3 separate regions of the Mus musculus genome follow, and regions 1 and 3 are each linked to region 2. Evidence: chromatin contacts called from public HiChIP or PLAC-seq data. All regions are on one chromosome and are shown on one strand. The core of a region is the stretch at or near the end of the contact, and the rest is flanking DNA. Distances in the headings are between cores, read along the strand shown.

What was found. HiChIP or PLAC-seq counts read pairs in DNA pulled down with a chosen protein or histone mark.
Region 1: an H3K4me3 HiChIP or PLAC-seq map of the SCID.adh cell line shows a contact between it and region 2, with 10 read pairs. The contact joins the promoter of Cdk12 here to the enhancer-like site in region 2. A contact is called at or near these places in 2 of 39 promoter capture datasets (hematopoietic stem and progenitor cells and pre-B cells), 2 of 115 datasets of contacts at active chromatin or transcription factors (the SCID.adh cell line and large pre-B cells) and 1 of 9 other capture datasets (liver).
Region 3: an H3K4me3 HiChIP or PLAC-seq map of the SCID.adh cell line shows a contact between it and region 2, with 16 read pairs. The contact joins the promoter of Cwc25 here to the enhancer-like site in region 2. A contact is called at or near these places in 3 of 39 promoter capture datasets (the C10 cell line, embryonic stem cells and neural stem cells), 1 of 484 Hi-C or Micro-C datasets (bone marrow-derived macrophages), 5 of 115 datasets of contacts at active chromatin or transcription factors (the SCID.adh cell line, bone marrow-derived macrophages, embryonic stem cells and 1 more) and 4 of 9 other capture datasets (adipose tissue, liver, macrophages and 1 more).

Annotation. Positions count from the first base shown.
Region 1 is chr11:98,201,899-98,204,598 of GRCm38.p6, forward strand. Cdk12 (cyclin-dependent kinase 12) reads left to right here and starts at 1,407. Exons shown (of 14, transcript NM_001109626.1): 1 at 1,407-2,512. The coding sequence starts at 1,470. It overlaps Gm38963 (a long non-coding RNA gene), which reads right to left and starts at 732. Exons shown (of 4, transcript XR_880193.2): 1 at 633-732.
Region 2 is chr11:97,957,900-97,960,599 of GRCm38.p6, forward strand. All of the region lies in intron 2 of Plxdc1 (plexin domain containing 1), which reads right to left. Among named protein-coding and RNA genes, the nearest start is that of Plxdc1, 27 kb to the right of the region's middle. Within about 2 kb of position 1,267, at least 48 of the 459 cell types and tissues checked have an H3K27ac peak or open chromatin away from gene starts, as enhancers often do. A contact at or near this core is called in the SCID.adh cell line, bone marrow-derived macrophages, embryonic stem cells and 1 more, where this site is marked.
Region 3 is chr11:97,765,237-97,767,936 of GRCm38.p6, forward strand. Cwc25 (CWC25 spliceosome-associated protein) reads right to left here and starts at 1,377. Exons shown (of 10, transcript NM_026186.4): 1 at 1,189-1,377. The coding sequence starts at 1,206.

The DNA of each region.
Region 1 (2,700 bases), core at 157-2,656, 240 kb after region 2:
TCTGTTTGTAGAAACTGGACGTTTGTTATGGTAAAACATCCCAGCAGTCGAGAAACGGCTGAGGCTGAATAGCCACAACTGGGAGTCCAGCCTGGGTTACTAAGAACGTGCTGTAAGACATCCTGACATTTCCCCCAACTTTGGCACTCTAACCTTTCTACTGACTAGCCCCCCTGAATCCGGGAGTCCTTGCCTGTAAATTCGCAATGAGGACAGTGTCCCATGGGTGTGAGGGCAGAGAAAATGAATGCAAAACGCCTAAACTCAGCAAATTCCGCAGTACCAAGCGTTGTTTGCACATTCAGACTTAAAGCAGGGCGGTGGTGGTGCGTGCTCCATGCCCTTAATCGCAGCACTCCGGAGGCAGAGGCAGGCGGATTTCTGAGTTCGAGGCCAGCCTGGTCTACAGAGTGAGTTCCAGGACAGCCAAGGCTACTCAGAGAAACCCTGTCTCAGAAACCCAAGCCCTACCAGAATCCCCAATATTCAAACTTGCGCTGTAATGTCCCCAATGTTCACTTGTCCCTTGTTTTTTTTTTTTTTTTTAAACCCTATTAAATCAAAAGACTTCTTACAAGCTGTGCTAAGACCCATCCCCACCGGAACCTGGGGATATTTAATCAAAGAATTACCATTTAGGTTTAAATTTTAAAGGTAATCTCCGCAACTTCCGCTCCTATAAAGCCCCCCAAAAGGGGGAGTTGGAAAAGTATCGCGAGAATCTAACGGGCTGCGTTTGCGGCTTGGGTCCCGTTCTCGCGTTTTCTGGTGAAGGAATGTGTCGAGGTGAAAAGGGAAGCGCCAAGTATCGCGGGAGTCCAGCGGAGTCTCGCGATACTTGCGGCATTCGCCCCTCCCCCTCCCCCTCTAGTGCCGTTTCGGTTTAATCTAGTGTGTGAGTGAGTCTGGGCGAGGGAGTGAGATGTGGCTGTGAGGTGTCGGTGTGAGGCGGAGGCTAGCGAAGGGGGCTCCCTCAGGCACGAGGGACAAAGGGGGGGAGCTGAGGCAACCTAGGCCGCGGAGGCCTGGCGACAGGAAGCCAGCCGCCCCGAGCCGGGCGACCGGGTAGGGGAAGGGCCTGCGTAGTCCTCCCGGGGCTCCAGAGCCGCCGTCGGCCCCACAGGCTCCGGCGGACGCCTTCCTACTTCCTTGAGCGCCAGGGCTCGCGGGCCCGAATATCGGCTCGGCGGGGGTGGGCGGCCGTGAGGGGCGGACTCGAGCAGCTCCCGGCGTCGCGCTCCTCCCGTGCCGAGGAACTCTTGGTTTCTTCCCTCTCTCCTTCACCCCCCACCTCATGTAGGAGGGCGCTGAGGCGGCGAGAGGGAGGAGGAGCCTCGCCTGCGGTCCCTGCCCTCCCCACCCCCGTCTAGGGGCTCTTCGGGGGGCGTGGAGTCGGGGCTGGGGGGGAGGGTGGGGCTTTTTGGAGCGCCGGGGAACTTTTTCCCCTGCTTCAGGCCCGGGGAAAGGGAATGCCCAATTCCGAGAGACATGGGGGCAAGAAGGACGGGAGCGGAGGAGCTTCTGGAACTTCGCAGCCGTCATCGGGAGGTGGCAGCTCCAACAGCAGGGAGCGTCACCGCTTGGTGTCGAAGCACAAGCGGCATAAGTCCAAGCACTCCAAAGACGTGGGGCTGGTGACCCCCGAAGCGGCATCTTTGGGTACCATAATCAAACCACTGGTGGAGTACGATGACATCAGCTCTGATTCAGACACCTTCTCCGATGACACGGCCTTCAAATCAGACCGGAGGGAGAACGAGGAACGTCGGGGAACGGATCGGAGCGATCGCCTGCACCGACATCGTCACCACCAGCACCGGCGGTCCCGAGACTTGCTAAAAACTAAACAGACGGAAAAGGAAAAAAATCAGGAAGTCTCCAAATCTGGATCTATGAAGGACCGGGTATCGGGCAGTTCCAAACGGTCCGTGGAGGGGAGTGATGATTATGGGAAGGCCCAGCTATCCAAAAGCGGCAGCAAGGAATCCAGGTCGTCCAAAATGCACAAGGAGAAGACCCGCAAAGAGCGAGAGTTAAAGTCTGGATACAAGGACCGGAGTAAAAGTCATCGGAAAAGGGAAACACCCAAAAGTTACAAAACCGTGGCTAGCCCTAAACGGAGATCCAGGAGTCCCCATAGGAAATGGTCTGACAGTTCCAAGCAAGATGACAGCCCTTCCGGAGCTTCTTATGGCCAAGACTACGATCTTAGCCCCCCAAGGTCTCACACTTCTAGCAACTATGACTCCTACAAGAAGAGTCCTGGAAGTACCTCAAGAAGGCAGTCAATCAGCCCACCTTACAAAGAGCCTTCTGCTTACCAGTCCAGCACTCGGTCACCCAGTCCTTACAGCCGACGACAGAGGTCTGTGAGTCCCTATAGCCGGAGACGGTCCTCCAGCTATGAAAGGAGCGGCTCTTACAGCGGGAGATCACCCAGCCCCTATGGCCGAAGGCGATCAAGCAGCCCTTTCCTGAGCAAGAGGTCTCTGAGTCGGAGTCCACTCCCCAGGTGAGCTGTTGTCTGTCCTTCCTAAGGTAGGGTCGGTTGGGAGGAATTGAAAATGAGTCTTTAACATTTTGTTAAAGCTTTCAGTGTTCTTCTTTGACAAGTCATTTAGGTAAGTTTGGCTTTCCCCTCGCCCAATTGAGAAGTAAACATTCCAAGTGCCTCCAACTATTCAAGCAAGGTAGGTAAGG
Region 2 (2,700 bases), core at 17-2,516:
AAAATTTTGAAAAAAAAAAAGAAAATCAGCCCCCACTCCCCTCACCCCAACTTGTTGGTTTCATTTTGGTTTGCTTTTGAGACAGGGTTTCTCTGTGTAGCCCTGGCTAGCTTCTGTAGACCAGACTGGCCTCAAACTCACAGAGATCCTGCCTCTGCCTCCCAAGGGCTGGGATTGAAGGCGTGCGCCACTACTATACAGGTTGATTTTAACACAGGGTCTCAATCGAGTAGCTGAGGTTGGCCTAGAACTTGCTGAGGTTGGCCTAGAACTTGCTACGTAGCCAAGACTGGTCTTGAACTCCCAATTCTCCTGCTTCTACCTCTCAAGTGCTTAGGATTTCAGGCATGTGCAACCATGCAGCCTTAGATGACTGCTCCTGCTTCAACGTCAGCCCCTGACATGCAGAAACAAGGGAGTCACCTCTGTACCTTTGGACCAAGGTTCTCCCTCACCTGATCAGTGCTCAACAAGTGTGTGGGCGTCAGGTGGCACGTGTTTCTAATCCCAGGGACTTGGAAGGCTAAGACAGGAGGCTCACGAGTTCAAGGCCAGCCAGAGCTACATAGAGTCTGGGACAACCCAGGTAACTTGTTGAGCCTCTGCCTCAAAATACAAGGAATAATAAATAAATAAGCAAACACAAAGCAAGTGAAAGCCCAGCTTGGGACCCAGCTCAGCGTGAGAGCACATGCAAGGTGCAGGGTTTGTTGCCCAGCAACAGAAGAAATTCCAACAAACTGCATTTGAGGCACAATATGCCCTCTTATGACTAAGAGACCAGTGAGGAATGGGTTGCGAATTTGAAAATAAACCTGCCTCATCAAAACTCAGGCTGAAGGCCTGGCTGGCTCTGAAGGGGAGGAGTGGGAAGGACATTCCATTCCTTGGGCATGCTGCGGTGGCTTTAAGCTCAGCCTCCCTAAAGGTGTGTCCAATCCCATTCTCCAGCATCCACAAAGGTGACCTTCCTAGAAACAGAGTCTCTTCAAGTAAGTAGAGTCAAGGTCACCCTGGATTAGAGAAGTTTGATTCAATGGCTGCTGTCTCTGTTGTTGTTGTTGTTGACGACATGGTCTCTCTGTGTGACCCTGGCTATCCTGAAACTCACTCAGTAGACCAGGCTAACCTCAAACTCAGAGATCCACTTGCCTGCTTCGAATAAAGGCATCACCACCACAGCCCAGATGCTATCTTTATCTCTGGAGGGCAAGAGCCAGACAGAGGAAATGAGACCCAGGAAGTCATGTGATCGCAGAGGCAGAGACTGGACTGATGTCCTTAGGCCAAGGAGGGCCAGGGATGCCCAGGAGTCGCCAGGAGCTAAGAGGCTGGCAGGAGTGGCTCTTCCCAGGGCCTCCAGAAGGAGAGTGGCTTCAGACTCTAGGCCCGGGAGAGAATAAATGTCTTACAGCAGAAAATGAATTCAGGTACCCTCAGCTGTAAGCTGCTGTGGTTCCGTGGGGGCAGCCTGGAGTTGTTTGCCTCCCTCCCTGTCACTCCCCTGCTTAGGACACCCTGGCGCTCAGTTAGAGAGAATGAATGTTGGACCTCTTACCACAGTGTGCTAGGCCCTGTGGGCCAGAGCCTGGCGTTGCCTAGACAACGTGCATTCCAGATTCCTTGTCACTAACGGAGCATCAGAGTAAGCAATATGTCCAGCATACAACAGCACAACAGAAAACAAACAACTGGCTATGGAGATTTTAATGGGGTCTTTGGGAAGAAATCCAATTTAACTGCTTGTCCCTGTTAGCTTTTTCCTCCTCCTCCTCCTCCTCCTCCTCCTCCTCTTCCTCCTCCTCCTCTTCCTCCTCCTCCTCCTCCTCTTCCTCCTCCTCCTCCTCCTCTTCCTCCTCCTCCTCCTCCTCTTCTTCCTCCTCCTCCAGTCTGGCATGCAGACCTGATAGCTGGAGCTCCAAAAACCACATTGTAAGTTTAAGGGCAGGTACCACATCCTAAGGATGGAAGGGTACAGAGCTGGGTGGGGCCTAGGTTTTTGATGACACGTTGGAAGGATGGCTCTTAAGTCTCTGACGCCTGTCACCTAAACAAACTTTAGATGGCAGTGGTCTGATCCTGTGCCCACCCCCACTCCTGCACCCCCCTTTTTCTCCCTCTTTACTGGGTGTCTCTCTGTTCTGGAAATCATCAACACTTGTCTGCCTCAGGGCCTTGGTGTCTTCGGTCCCTAAAATTTTTTTTTCCATGATCCAAAAAGGCCTGGTACAAATCCCTGAAGTCCCAGAACTACAGCCATCCTCAACTACAGTGAGTTTGAGGCTAGCCTGGGCTACATGAGACCCTGTCTGGGGCGAGAGTGGAGTAATTGGCTGCTCAGTAAGTGCTCAATCCCTTAAGAGGCTAGCCCACACTCTGAGCTATCTGATCTGGCTTCTTCAAGTTTTCTTTCATTAAGATGTACGTACTTCTGGGCTGAAGATGAGATGGCTCAGCTGTTAGAGGATAGGCTTACAACCAACAACATAAGGTTTACTTCCTTCACGTGTGTGAGTGTTTTGCTTGCATATATGTCTGGGTACCAGGTGTGTGCACAGTGCCAAAAGAGGCCAGGAGAGGTTAGCAGATCTCCTGGAACTGGAGTTATAGACGATTGTGAGCCATGATGTGGGTGCTGGGAATTGAACATGGGACCTGCAGAGGAGCAGGAGTGTCCTTAACCTCTGAGCCACCTCTCCG
Region 3 (2,700 bases), core at 127-2,626, 190 kb before region 2:
CTGGGTTGTCAGCTTCAGTTGAGGCACTGCCTCCATCAGATTGTGGGAATGTCTGTGAGTGTGTGTTCTTGAGTATGACCTGAGAGAGGAAGGCCCAGCCCACTGTGGGTGGAGCCATCCCTAGGTAGGTGGTCTACCTGTGTAAACAAGGGAAGCTGAGTAAGGCAAGAGAAGCAAGCCAGTAAGCAGCATCCCTCCATGGTTTCTACTTCAGTTCCTGCCTCTGGGTTACAACTTGAGCTGCCTTAATGATGGGCTATAACCTGTAAGATGCAAGAAGCCTTCTCCTCCGACAGTTGCTTTTGATCTTGGTTTTATTACAGAAGTAAACTAATGCACTGTCCATAATAGACAGTTACATGAAGCACATACTAAACTAGACTAACTTTGATGGAGCCCTGCAACTTGATCCAATTAAGGACACCCGGCAAATTCAGCTTAGTGGACAGATACCCAAACTGATGTACTTATTGATTCAATTACCTTCACTTTGAGAAGATCAATAGTGTCCTAATCTAGCTCTCTGCTTCTTGGATATTTCTGCCTTATTTAAGGCATTCCTTCCCCACAAACGAACTACAGGACTTAAGAGCAATTGCCACTTAACATAAAAAAAAAAAAAGTGTTACCGATACCGAAGAAAGCTGCCTCCTCACTACACATCAAAGCAAAACACTGATGTAAGGAAGGAAACAAAGATGGAAAAGATTTGAAATGGACGCCTCTAAACGGCACAGCTCAGGATGGGAAATGACTGAAGCCCACCCTTTCAACAGTCCAGGTCCAGGATACAACTGTGAACTCCTAGCTAAAAAAGGGGGAGCAGGGGAGGCTATGTCCGAAGATAACATACACAAAATAAAGTCTACGTGCCCAAGATCTACCTCCTTCCATACCATGAGTTCAACTGTCCCTTCCCTAACCTTAGACTTCCTGGGAGCCCCCGGGAAGCCCCCGAATCAGCAAATCCTGACAACAGCAAACATTCCTCGCCGCACATCTTCCCGAGGCTCATCTCAGTCCCTCTGTGGGCTTCACCATCCGCTCCCTCTCCATGTTTATCACCCCCTTGTGCTGAAATCAAGACTTCATTACCAGGGTTACCGACTGCTACCCCCGACTTTCACCCCACCCCGGCGCCTGTGGGTCTCGGGCTCAGTCGTCGCTGCCCAGGCCTCTAGCACTTACCAGGTCTCCGCCTCCCATGATGGTGGAGACGGTTCTTCAGTCTGTGGACCTGAAAGATTCAGCGAAGGCAGAGAGGAAACCTAGGGAAACAGTTCAGAGACGGCCTCTCGGGACCTAATCCCTACAGGAACCAGCTGCCCTTTTCCCCGCCCGCTCTAGCTCGCACTTCCGGGGTGGTGTCATATGACTGCGTCAGCGTCTCGGCTCGATGACGTTTGGTATGAGCGCTAAGTCTACGTGAACCTAGAGTCGCAAGTACTTTCTACCCTCCGTCAGTTTTGGTGGCCTCTTTTTGGTTGCCTCACGTAAGCCCCTGGCCCCAACTGTTGAAAAGCCATAGGCGGGTTCTGTTGCCTTGGCAACGCATCAGGGCTCTGCCGTAGAAGCGAGACAGTGTAAGACCTCAGTATCTGCCAACTTAGGCCGCCTCCCCATCTCACCGCTACACCAGGGTTTCCAAACCAGCTTTTCGGCCAGCTCCCTCATTCCCGGCATGTTTTATAGAAATAGATGCTATCAAACAAAATCCCAAAAGCCAGATGTCATGGCACACCCCCAGTCATCTCCCACGCTTGGTAGATGGAAACTGGCCAGCTCTGGCACAAAGTTTGAGATCATTCTGGTCTGGAAATACCTATTTTTATTATTTTATTTATTTTTGTTTCCTAGACAGTGTCTTTCTATGTAAAACCCTGGCTATCTGGGGACAGTGTAGATCAGGCTGGCCTTGAACTCAGATCTATACCACTTGCTTCTGTCACCAGAATGCTGGAATTACAGACTTGCTAAACTATAGCCAGCTTGTGTCTTTATTTTTATTTTTTAAGATTTATTTATGGGCCTGTCAGTAGTGGCACACGCCTTTGGTCCCAGCACTTGGGAGGCAGAGGCAGGCAGATTTCTGAGTTCAAGGCCAGCCTGGTCTACAGAGTGAGTTCCAAGGACAGTCAGAGCTACACAGAGAAACCTTGTCTCAAAAAAAAAAAAAAAAAAAAGAAAGAAAGAAAGAAAGAAAGAAAAGAAAAGAAGAAGAAGAAGAAAAGATTTATATATAAATAAGTACATTGTTGCTGTCTTTAGACACAACAGAAGAGGGTATCAGTTCTCATTATGGATGAGTTTGTGAGTCACCAGGACCTTTTTTATTTTGGTTTTTCAGAGACAGGGTTTCTCTGTGTAGCCCTGGCTGTCCTGGAACTCACTCTGTAGACCAGGCTGGCCTCGAACTCAGAAATCTGCCTGCCTCTGCCTCCTGAGTGCTGGGATTAAAGGCGTGTGCCACCACCCACCCCCCCACACCCACCCCCGGCCACCAGGACCTTTTGAAGAGCAGTCAGTTGTCTTACCCACCAAGCCATCTCGCCAGCCCTTGTGTTTTTATTTTTGAGTTGTTAGAATTAAAGAACTGGAGTGATGGCTCAGCCATTAAGAACACTGGCTCCGAGCTGGTCGTGGTGGCACATGCCTTTAATTCCAGCACTCGGGAGGCAGAGGCAGGTGGATTTCTGAGTT